Linked DNA regions of Mus musculus: region 2 is linked to region 1. Evidence: chromatin contacts called from public HiChIP or PLAC-seq data. All regions are on one chromosome and are shown on one strand. Each heading gives the region's core, a stretch centred on a gene start, on an enhancer-like site or on the middle of the called end of the contact. The rest is flanking DNA. Distances are from core to core; before and after follow the strand shown. Region 1 has its middle 29 kb from the start of Ubl7. Region 2 has its middle 20 kb from the start of Cyp11a1.

Region 1 (5,880 bases), core at 1,169-3,668:
TCCAAGTTTTGTGATTGGTTGGTGAAGCTTATCTCCGAGGCATTTGTTTGAAAATCTAAATTTTTCCTTTCTAGTTTTATTTCAGTTTGGGTTTTCCTCGGCAATTCAATTTCTTTGTTAAATTCTACTTTCATGTCCCGAATTGTGTTTCATTATTTCGTTCAGCTGTGTTCTCACAGACTTCAAGGGATTGATTTTTATCCTGCTTAAGGTACTTGAACACTCATAATTGCTATTTTGAGGTCGTTGTCTTGTGCTTCAGCCTTATTGCATTTGGGGGAGGCTCACTGTAATGTTACAAGCTTCTAGAAGAGGCATATAGTCTTGACTGTTCATTTTTTGTTTGTGGTTTTGCACTGGGATCTAGGTGTCAGAGTTATGATGTCTGAGGTGTTTCTTGGTATTGCTATCTGGGCTCGTCTTTGTTGGCTTGGTGTTTCATTCTCTGGACGATGTTGCCCTCTCGGGATCCTCCTCAGCATGTGTGGTGGCTGTGGGGTCCTTGCTAGAGAGGCTTCTGCAGGTCCTTGGGTGACAGAAAGGAATGGAGATAGGCTGGAAAGAAAGGCTGAGAGGGGTCCCTGGGGACAGGGATCTGTCACAAGAGTCCTTAGGGACTGGAGACAGGTGGAAAAGGAGCTCCTACAACAGGACTAAGAATAAGTTTGGACAAATCATAATGGGGCAGGAGGGATAGAGAAACCTGCCCACCTGAGTCCCAGCCAAGTGTGGTCACTGCCGGTCCCTGGCAGAAAGTATTTCTGAAGAAAGGTAAACAAAGGAAAGGAGATTGAACAGAAGACAATGCTGAGAGGGTCATGGGGAAGAGCTAGGCTGGGTCTGTACCAAGAGGTGGAGTCCACAAGCAAGCACTCTTTTTTTGTTAAGATTTATTTATTTTACATATATGAGTGCTCTATCTGCTTGTATAGCTGAAAAAGGCATCAAGTCCAAATATAGATGGTTGTGAGCCACCATGTGGTTGCTGGGAATTGAACTCGGACCCCTGGAAGAGCAGACAGTGCTCTTTACCACTGAGGCATCTTTCCAGCCCCCAGGCAACATTCTTAACCATTGAGCTATATCTGCAGCTTCATTTCTTTTTGACAACTGCTTCTACAGTAGCACATAGATGCTGCTAAGCTGTGTTTTCATTATTGCTATTTTGTGAGGTTCTGCAATTTTGGTTTGTATTACACTTATGATTCAAGAACTGTTTAACAAAAATTCTGAAGTCCCTAGGTAGAAGAGTCTTTTGCTGTTCATTGTATTATAATCCATATTTTTACTGTATTGTCTTCACAGAATGTTTATACTGTAGCTATTTTTAGGGTAGTTGAGGACTTAATATGTCATAAGTGGTCTCGGAGCAGAATTCACTATTTCTGCCCCCAGGCTAGCATCCATTCCTTATGGGATAGTGGAGCTGATGCTGTCTATCAACTCTAGCTCTCAGCTACTCTCTGCATGCTCACCCTTCTGATTGTATTGGGCTGTTGATTGTATTCAAGCTGGTTCTTCAGGCTTCAAACATTTATCTCCCATTTACATGTAAATTGAAGCTCAAGGTATTCTCTCTGTCTCTGACTGATGCTGTAGGTGAAAGCTGGGGTGATTTAATTGGTTTCTGTTGTTGCTCAGTATGGCTTTTGAAGGACTGTGGAGGGATTTAGAACCCTGATTCTACAGGAATCAGGAAGCTTTGTGCTTTCTTTTTAACATATGCTTTTGCTGTCTTTTCTTTTCTTTTCTTTCTTTCTTTTTTTTCTCTCTCTCTACTGATTGAATTGGGTTTTCTTTTTAGCCTGTACCTTTGTATGGATGTTGGAGTCGTAGTCTATTTATGTCCTCTTAATAATAACCCTTAAAGTAGTGTAGAGCGCATGTGAGTTCATTCATCTATGCCACTGCCTTCCTCCCCAAACAATGTAAAGACCTTGGGATGTGTTGGTGCCAATCATCTCCCAACAGCAGAACCATTCTTTCAAGAAGCAACACATGCCAGACTGAAAGAGGAGCAAACAAAGAAAAGGAGGAATCAGGAACTCTTGTTTGAATGATTTGTGGTTTTTCCAGGTAGATAGACAAGATACAAATTTTAAGTGTGGTTTGTTGCTTAGTATAAAGTATTAAGGAACAAAAAAAAAGAGCAGTGGGTGCTATCAGTTACTTCTCTGCTGCTGTGACCAAATACCTGACAGAAAAAAAAAAGTTAAGAGAGGAAAGGTTTACTTTATATTTTGTTTTTGGAGACAAGGTCATACTACGTAGCCCTAACTAGCCTGGGACTCACTACGTGAACCAGGCTGGCTGAGAGTTCACAAATTCACACCTGCCTCTGCCTCCCTAGTGCTGGGATCAGAGGTGTGAGCCAGCAAGCCCAATTCTGATAGCTTTCTGCTCCCACCTTCAGAAGGCTGCTGTTTGTCTTAGCAGGGAAAGCAGCAGTGGGGCTCACAGCAGAGTGTCTGGCTAAAGGCAGACTGGGAAGCAGCAGCAGCAGCCTGGGGTATGGTATCCCTTTAAAGGATCTGCTCTCACTATTCACACCCAGCCTTCTGTGGGCTCAGCAGCTTCAGGACTATCAACAGTACAAATGGAGATTTCTCATGACACTTCACATTCAAATCATGTATTAGTCAGGCTTTTCCAGAGGAATGGAAGTTATAGAGTTTTTTTAGAATGACTTACAGGCCATGGCCCCAGTTGGTTCAACATTGGTTGACTCTACCAATGGGAGGTCCAAGAATCCAGTAGTTGTTCAGTTCACAGGCCTGGATATCTCAACTGCTGTTCACTATATGCCAGAAGTCTAAAAAAGTAAGGACTGATGCCAGGGAAGGAGTGGACTTGCCAGGGAGAGCAAGGGCAAGCAGGCAGAAAGGCGACAATCTTCCTTCTTCCATGTCCCTTATATAGGCTTCCAGAAGAAGGTGTGGCCCAGATTAAAGGTGGATCTTCCCACATCAAAAGATTTGGATTAAAAAATGAGCCCGGCAGTGGTGGCACACACCTTTAATTCCAGCACTTGGGAGGCAGAGGCAGGTGAATTTCTGAGTTCGAGGCCAGCCTGGTTTACAGAGTGAGTTCAAGGACAGCCAGAGCTATACAGAGAAACCCTATCTCAAAAACCAAACCAAAAAAAAAAAAAGTCTTTCCACTTCAAAGGATTTAATCACTGAAAAAAAAAAAAAAAAAAAAAAAGTCCCTCACAGATGTGCCCAGCCACTTGGGTTTTAGTTCATTCCAGATGTGGTCAAGTTGACAACCAAGAAGAACCATCACAAACCACACAAGTAGGAGAGTAAAATATGTGGTGTGTTAGCTGGGGGGGGGGGGGGGGTAGGGTAGTGGTGCATACTTTTAATCCAACACTCAGCAGTCAGAGCTAGGCAGATCTTTGGAGTTCAAGGCCAGTTTGGTCTACATTGGGAGTTCTTGAACAGCCAAAGCTACATAAAGAGAAACACTGCCGCAATAAATAAATAAATAAATAAATAAATAAATAAATAAATAAATAAATGGCAGTGAACAGTTTAGATTTCATCACTCAGTAGGTGGAGGCAGGAAAAGCAATTCAAGGCCAACCTGGGTTCTTAAGAGAGTTTGAGATCAACCTGAGCTGAATAGTGTGTCTGAGGCGAGCCTGGGCTGGATGAGGCCTTGTCTCAAAATCAAAACAGAAGGAAAGGAAAGGAAAAGAAAAGAAAGGAAGGAAGGAAGGAAGGAAGGAAGGAAGGAAGGAAGGAAGGAGGAAGGGCAAGAAAGAAAAGAATAATTTACAATTAAGGCCTAAGGGAAGCGAAAGCCCTAGTTATGCTGATATCTAAGCAAAAAGAATAGCAGAAGAAAGAATCCCACATGGCTTTGTGATGTGTTTAAAGAACTGGACCCTGCCTGTGACCTTCCATGAAGGGATGAGAGCATTCTGGTCAAATATAGAGCCAGTGCAGTAACAAGGAAACCACACAGAAACCTTGTTTTCCACCATAAATGTTTGGACTTTTCTTATTTTTTTTTCTTCCCTGTATGTAGTGCAAGTAATAGAACCTAAGGATGCACACTTAAGAGGCCAGTACTATACAAGCTACGTCCTAGCCCTAAGAACTTGGCTTTTCTTTAATTTGTTTCTGTTTCTTCATTGTTGTTGTCTGGTTGTTTTTTGAAACAAAGTCTCAGCCTGAAACTCACAATGTAGATCAAGCTGGTCCCAAACTCATAGAAATCCACCTGCCTCTGCTTCCCAAGTGCTAGGATTAAAGGCGTGTGCCACCATGCAGGCACCTGTGTAATTTTAAATCCAAAGTTATATACCTGGCTCACATTATTGTTTTATTGAAGTGCTGCTGCAAACTGCACTGAACGGTTTTAATTTTTCTCCTCTCAGCATTGTGAGTTGAAAATGCTGCATGCCAGTAGGAAATAATGGCGGGTAAGTGATCCCTGCCGTGCTCCAGAAACCTCCTTTCTCAGACTACAGAAACACCCCAGAGGTGATACATCTAAGCACACAGAAGGCAAGACTAGTGGAGAGACTAGAAGGTCTCCAAAACAAAGAAACGTGGTGGCACTGGGTGGTTACTAATTGATTCTTTGAGGCTGGCACAGCATGGTCCCACACTATCTAAGAGCACGGGGAAAAGAGTGCTCATACTCTGTAGGTAGAGCCACTACTGCACAGCCCCAACAGGACATTCTCAACGCCCTCTGGTGAGCTTTGACAACACCTGCGCCAGGCCAATTAGAATGCTCCATTTCTCACCCTCACCTTCTGCCAAAGCTCTGTGCTCTCTCTTCTCCTCTCTTTCCCACAAAAAAAGGAAGGAGGAGGGGGGGGGGAGGAGGAGGAGGGGGGGAGGAGAGGAGGAGGAGGAGGAGGAGAAGGAGAAGGAGAAGGAGAAGGAGAAGGAGAAGGAGAAGGAAGGAAGGACATTTGCACTCCTGTCTGCCAGCACTGTCCTTGTAGCCTGATGAGACAGTATCTCTCCAGCCCCGACAGTGCCACTTCTATCCTCAAAACTATCAAAAACTAAGGATAGAGTAACTTCTCTGCTAAGCCAGCATCCTCACAGTGGAACGATACCGTGGCTCTTCCCATGCATCCTCCTTCTCTCCTTCCAGCTACTTTTCTTTCCTGCCTCTTATCCTTTTACTCCCTACTCTCCCTTTGAAAGTGTGTGTGGGAGGGGGGCCAGCCCTTACTATTTGTGTGCACATAGTAAGGGGAGCTATAGTGTGTATCTCCATCTTGTTTGCTTGAGATAAGCTTTCTGATTGAGCCTGGAAATAAGTTGGTAGCTAGCCAACTCCAGCAATCCTCCTACCTCTCCATCCCCACAGGTGCATGCATGGCCACACCCAGCTTTGTTTATTTATTTGTTTGTTTATATGTATATAACCTAAGGATTTAAATTCAGGTCCACAAGTTTGTGCAGCAAGCACTCTTAACTGCTGAGCTATCCTCCCAACCCTCTCCCTTCTGCCGTCTTCCCATACTCCCTTCCTCTCTTCCTCTGCTTAGGCTAGGCTGGCTGGCCCAAGGATCCATCTGTCTCTGTCTTCCCAGCTGGGAAGTGAGCACTGCCACACTGGCTCTAACCCTAACTGCAATCCTACGTGGGCTCTGGGGATTGAACTCTGAGTCTCATGCTTGTACAATAAGCAGTTTACCAACTGACCCATCTCCCTGGCTCTCAGCCCCTTACTCTGTTGCTCTAGCCAGGCGTGACTGCTTGCTCTTCCTCTGCCATTACAACATACTGAGTATGCTCCAGCCTCTGTTTTTGCCATTTCCTCCCTGGATGCATGGGATTACTTCCTCTTCCCCTTCGGAGCAGCACATCACCTTATCACCATATTAAACAACAACAACCCTCTTTT
Region 2 (5,880 bases), core at 2,073-4,572, 110 kb before region 1:
TCACCTCCAGAAAGGGCGATCCTGTAACCGGAAGTTGGGGGGTACCCGCCAGACTTCAAAGTATATATTTGCACAAGCTCTCCGGGGGCTGTCGCCTTCAGCACTGCCCGAGGCGGGCTAGGTTAGTATTCGGCTTTGCAGAGCAATTGCTGCTGAGCGGTGCTCTATACAGACCACAGAGACAGGTGGAAGGGGGCGGAGCTCGGGGCTCAGCTGCTCCCTCATTGGATGTAGGGGTTGCTGGGGTACTGACGAGGGAGGGTTAGCTGAGGATGAGGGGCTGGGGCCTGAATAGGCTGAGAGGTGTGGGATTTGAAAGGACTGTGTGAGGAAGCTGTAGAAACCTGGTGCAGGTGTGATGGGTTCCTTCGCTGGCATCTAGGGTGGCCATTAGCCATGTTGTCCTCAGGCACACGAGCACATGGCCCCGGGTGTACTAGAAGAGTCAAGCTCCATGCTCCTTCAGGCAAAGTGTGCATGCTTCTGTACCTTACCTCTCCCAAAACAGAACTCCGGTTCCCTAGTGTGGGGGCGGCGGTGTGATAAAGTCAAGTACTGGGCGGCTCCTCCCCTAGCTCTTGCTGGCTTCCCGCCAGAGGAACAAAGGAGATGTCCAGCCTTCTTCCAATTTAGCCATACCTTCCTCTACCCTCATCTCCCCGCCCCCCTTTTGTTGTTGTTGTTGTTTTTCGAGACAGGGTTTCTCTGTATAGCCCTGGCTGTCCTGGAACTCATTTGTAGACCAGGCTGGCCTCGAACTCAGAAATCCACCTGCCTCTGCCTCCCTAGTGCTGGGATTAAAGGCGTGCGCCACCACGCCCGGCTCCCTCATCTCTCCCTTAAAGCAGCTTTTCTTCAGGGACAGTTTTGCAGGCCGGGCAGCCAGTAGACGGTCCCTCATCTTTTGTGATGGTCCTTTCTTTCTCATCTGGCTGTAGTGAGTTCATTACTAATCCATAGTTACTCACTGAGCGCCTGGCATGTACAGGTTCTGAGCCAGGCACCAGAGGAAAATCTGTGCTGTGGATGATCATACCCCTGAAGGCCTTGCCCCTTTACCTGAGGGGATATAGAAATTAAGCCAGAACTGGACTGGAAGCTTCCTTCCTGCTGACTAGCCTTCCCTGTGCCAGAAGGAGTTACCCAGGCTGCTGAGGGAGAATTGTCATCACTAATGTTACTTAGCTATGGCCCCTAAGTGGGACAGTCCTGACCAGCCAGGCAAGATGAGTCCACTGTGCAATAATAATAGCATGTTTGCTGCCCTGTGCATCCACAACTGGTACTGTAAACCAAATCAGAAGCCTGTGGCTGAGAAGGTCCTAGTGGAGATGTGGAGATGTCATAGTTGTTGTTTGGCTAAGTGGACATGATGTGTCTGTCAAATTTGCCTTCTAAACACTGCGTTTGTGCCTACAGAATAACGCTGCTATCAGCTTTGCTCAGAGAAATATGCATAACTGGCCAGGGTACCTGAATGTTCAGTAGTACATGGAACATCTACATCAACCAGGAACATTGCTGAAGGAGAGACAGAAAACAAGATCTGGAAGAAGGGTTCGGAGCGGGAGGAAGAGTGAAGTGATGACTTCCAGGCATCCAACATTGCATGTCATCAACTGAACAAGCTCTGGCCCATGACACCCCATCATGGGGCAGGTGCTTATGGGATACCATCCCTCCTAAAGATTTATTCAAGGTTAAGAATTGATGGGAAGGGGAGAGGCATTTTCTTCAATGCTATAGTCTCTGGTAAGGTATCGACGTTCCTGTAAGCAACCCTAATGAAACTCATTGGAAGGAACACACACACTAGGAAGAGAACGAGGATTAGAGGGAGAGGGAAGGGAAGAAGAGAGTACGATGGGAATGACTCTGATGGCAATATGTACATATGTGAAGTGTCACAAAGAACCCATCATTATGTATAATTAACATGTGCTAATAACATTTTTTAAAAAGATTAACCATCACCAAAAAAAAAAAAAAATCCTGTGTTGGAAACTTAATCCCTAATGCAACCGTAATGGAAGATGAAGCCTGTAAGAGGTAATTAGGGAGCTGAGACCCAGTCTCAAAATAATGACAATAATAACAGTGCTTAGGACCCGAGGGCTGGCCGGAGAGGACCGCTTTCGGTGTCAGGGCACTCAGCTCCTTGTGCTCCTCCGTGTCCACGCTCCCCTGTCACTTCCCAGCTTTCCAGAACTGGAAGAAGGAATTCTGTTCTGTGCCCTGTGTCAAAGATGCTACTACGGCACTTAGCAAAATGCCAGGGCAGGAGCCAAAACACAAGGTCACAGTCTTATTATTGTAGGGCAAAGAATAAGAATTTGCGAAAACTGACAGGTTGTCCCCAAGTTGGAGGATCTTAAGTGATGGGTAAGGATGCCAGCAGGAGTGTCTTAGGTTAGGTTAGGTTAGTGTCTAACTTATCAATAGTCAATTGTCAATGTCAAGAAGAAAAAGATCTCTCTTTGTTGCAGTTTTGCTACATTTTAACTACAGCTACAAAAACAAAAATACAAAAACAATAAACAAAAACCACCACACAAACAAATGGCTACCCATAGAGGAATTCTATTTGGGTGGAAGAGAACAGGATTCTTAGTCTATGCAAAAATCAACCTATTTTAAATGGCGGGTTTCCACTGAAATCTGAAGACCTGCCTCTGCAGACAAGTTCAGTGTTCTCTCGAGGTGATACTGCTGAGTCTCACTAGAGGGCAGCAGAAAATGGGAGAGAGAAGGCCCTGAGTGAGTTCCTACCACCTGAGGGGCTTCATAAAAAACAGTGGTAGTGGCAGTGGCAGTTCAATTGTTTCAGGAGGTTACTTTAGGTCAACCAAATCTAGGTCATCTATATGACATGAAGTCACTCTCTTCTCCCAGGTTCCCACGAGGAAGATGCAATTGCAGACTGGGACAGGGAGAGAAGGACGGGGAGATACAGCGTTGCTGGGTCTGAGGAGGAACACACAGTGCCTCCATAGATCCTACCTGTGTTCCCTCAAAAACTCTAAGTGACAGCTAAGTATGGGGACACAGGCCTTTAATTCAGGAAGCAGAGGCATCCAGAGCTCTGTGATTTCAAGGCCAGCCTGGTCTACACAGTGAAGAACCTGTCTCAAAACCCCCTAAAAATCTTAAGGCCCCAAGTGAAGTCAGGGCAAATGTGGCAATGGTCTCAAGCCTGAGTCCCAATCTGAGTTTAGCTCCTTATTTTCCTGGTTGGACTGACGTTTACTGAACCACTACTGTGCCCATGTTGTGTGCTAGTCTCAAAGTTTACAAAAGGAACCTGCCTGGAGAACAAGCTGCCCCTCTTGCCTCCAGGGAGTCCTGAACTCACCCTGGGTTGAAGGGCCCCTGGGAGTTTTGTGCCTGGGTACCCAGGTATACCTTCCCACTGTGGAGCTGCTCAGCCTTAGCCAGTCCTGTGCATGGTCAGCCGGCTTTTCCCCTGCTAGATGCCAGTTAAAAACTAGCCCAGCTTCAAAGCCTTTCCACCCATTTTCCTGCTGTGGCCTGGTAACAAGGAGGTGCCAAGACAGTTTGGGGCAGGAAGAGGCAGGACCCAGCTGCCTGTGAGTCCTGCCAAAACCACCCACACCTGCCTGGCTATCTGGTGCCCGGCTGCCCTTGCCTTGCTAAGCAGCTTTCCCACCATCCCAGGACCTACTAATCCATAGACTTTCCATGGTACTTGCCTCTGTTCCCTTGAGCACCCCAGGGTAAAGCAGGACCCAGAGCCAACCCTGAGGGCCACTGTTGAAAATAGGTAACGGTCTCCAGAGACAATACCCACTTTCTCCCTTCTCTATTCCAATTTTTTAAGCCCCTGCTAGATGCCAGGCCTACTCGGAGACCAAAGGTCAAAGGTGAGCCTGTGGAAGCTGGAGACTTCAACAACCTTCTCTCTGGGCTGGGGGCTGGGGTGAGGTTGGGGGAGGAGAACAGGACTGCACTGTTTTAAATATTCCTCTCTCCCCATTCAAGAAGCACTGCCCCCCACCCCACCCCCGTGTAACACCACTAAACACTAAGCAGGTTCACACCACTATCAGTGAGTCTCCACCACCAGCTACAATAGGCACAAATAACCTATGAGTTCAGATAATTGAAAAGTGTAGCAAGTTAGAAGACGATGTTTCCAGTGTGTATAAATATACCTAATTATAAGTTTATGTAACTTAATTATTAACAGTAGCTGTGTTTAACAACCCTCACAAAATTCCTGAAAACAATTCTCAGCTCTCAGGTTCACACAAGTTGGCACAGCCCCCTGCAGGAAACTGAGAAAGACAGCCCACTCAAGCTAGGGTGGTCAGTCAGGAGACAGAGAAGGCTTCCGGAGGAAGTCATGCTACGGAGCTGAAGCAAGACTCGAAGTCCTCCAGAGAGGGGACAAGGAATATGCCAAACTTGTGTGTGTGTGTGTGTGTGGGGGGGTGTTGGCAAGAGAAGAGGGATCATGGCATAGAACAGAAATCAAAGTTGTGAGGCTCTCTCTCTCTCTCTCTCTCTCTCTCTCTGGCTGAGAGGACATCTGGGTTCCACCCTGGTTCTGCTATTACTGCTCTGTCACTTTGGCCAAGTCCCCACTCTTCTCCCAGCGTCTCCCCTCTGTCATATTGGGGCCAGAAACCAGATGGTCTCCAGGCCTGTGGGGGTGTCTAGAGCCCCCAGAGATCTGTGAAGGGACCTGGTGTCTGGTTCACGATGCTCACAGTATGCATCTGGCCCACAGTAAACCTTCGGTAGCCAAATCTCTCCTCTCCCCCAGCCAGTTCCCCCAGGTGATCACCGAAACTCCTGGCTTAGCTGTTGGTTTGTAACTATAATTACAGTCATTTCTAGAGCGCTTTGCTGCCTCCCCTAATTACCAAGCCCATGAGATTCCAATTACACATCTAAAGAAACATGTCAGGAGCCCCTCCCAGGGGCCATCCGGGAGTGCAGCCCCCAGGCCAGCTGGGATGTGGCAGGAGCCCTCCCTCTGCCACTTCCTCCGTGCCAACCAGGCGGGAAGTCTTCAGCCCACCCAGGGCCAGCCTGGGGTGGATAGAGGATGAATGAGCCAAATGAAACACCCCAGCAGGAAGGCTTGCATCTAGAAAAAAGCTGCTCCTGGCCAAATGGAAAACCTCTGCCCACACAGTAGATGAGTCTTCAAGAGCTGGGGTCACCATCAGGATGCACCTGGGTAAAACTTAGGAAGTAGCCTCTGGCCTTGAGTCTGTTATTACCACCCACTGCATAGGGCACCTACCCTACAGAGAGGCTGGGCTGCTCTCATCTGCTGGGGGAGGAGCCCAGTCTCCTCAGTTAGGACTCTGATTGGGAGATGCTACCCTAAACACACACACACACACACACACACACACACACACACACACACACACACACATCAAAATAAGCCTCTCACAGGGCGCCTTTAATCCTAGCACTCAGAAGGCAGAAGCAGACAGATCTCTGTGGGTTTGAGGCCAGCTTTGTTTGTATAGCCAGTTTCAGGCCAGTCAGGGACACAAGTTAGACCCTGACTCAAATTTTTAAAAAGAATGGAAAGGAAAGGAAAGGAAAGAAAAGGAAAGGAAAGGAAGAAAGAAGAGGAGAGGAGAGGAGAGGAGAGGAGAGGAGAGGAGAGGAGAGGAGAGGGAAGGGGAGAGGAGGCAAGAAGAGAAGAAAAGAAGAAAAGAGAAGAAATGAAAGGAAAACTAAGCATTCCTCTATACAGCTTCTACCCACAGGTTCACTCGGTTCTCTGGTACCCACTTTCCTGTGTCTGGGTGTGGTTCTCTCTGTCTGGACCCCCATTCACGCCTACCCACTCTGTACTTCCAATCTTGATCGGTGGCTTCTCCCTGCACATTTCCA

What was found. HiChIP or PLAC-seq counts read pairs in DNA pulled down with a chosen protein or histone mark.
Region 2: a contact with region 1 is called in an H3K4me3 HiChIP or PLAC-seq map of the SCID.adh cell line, with 9 read pairs. The contact joins two enhancer-like sites. A contact is called at or near these places in 1 of 39 promoter capture datasets (neural stem cells), 2 of 15 datasets of contacts at CTCF or cohesin (CD8 T cells and large pre-B cells), 9 of 484 Hi-C or Micro-C datasets (the G1E-ER4 cell line, bone marrow-derived macrophages, ganglionic eminence and 6 more), 11 of 115 datasets of contacts at active chromatin or transcription factors (CD8 T cells, the SCID.adh cell line, embryonic basal ganglia and 4 more) and 4 of 9 other capture datasets (adipose tissue, embryonic stem cells, macrophages and 1 more).

The regions. Positions count from the first base shown.
Region 1 is chr9:57,879,294-57,885,173 of GRCm38.p6, reverse strand. No RefSeq gene overlaps it. Among named protein-coding and RNA genes, the nearest start is that of Ubl7, 29 kb to the left of the region's middle. Within about 2 kb of position 2,418, at least 9 of the 459 cell types and tissues checked have an H3K27ac peak or open chromatin away from gene starts, as enhancers often do. A contact at or near this core is called in the SCID.adh cell line, where this site is marked.
Region 2 is chr9:57,992,348-57,998,227 of GRCm38.p6, reverse strand. It overlaps a transcript of Cyp11a1 not described here. Among named protein-coding and RNA genes, the nearest start is that of Cyp11a1, 20 kb to the left of the region's middle. Within about 2 kb of position 3,322, at least 16 of the 459 cell types and tissues checked have an H3K27ac peak or open chromatin away from gene starts, as enhancers often do. A contact at or near this core is called in the SCID.adh cell line, where this site is marked.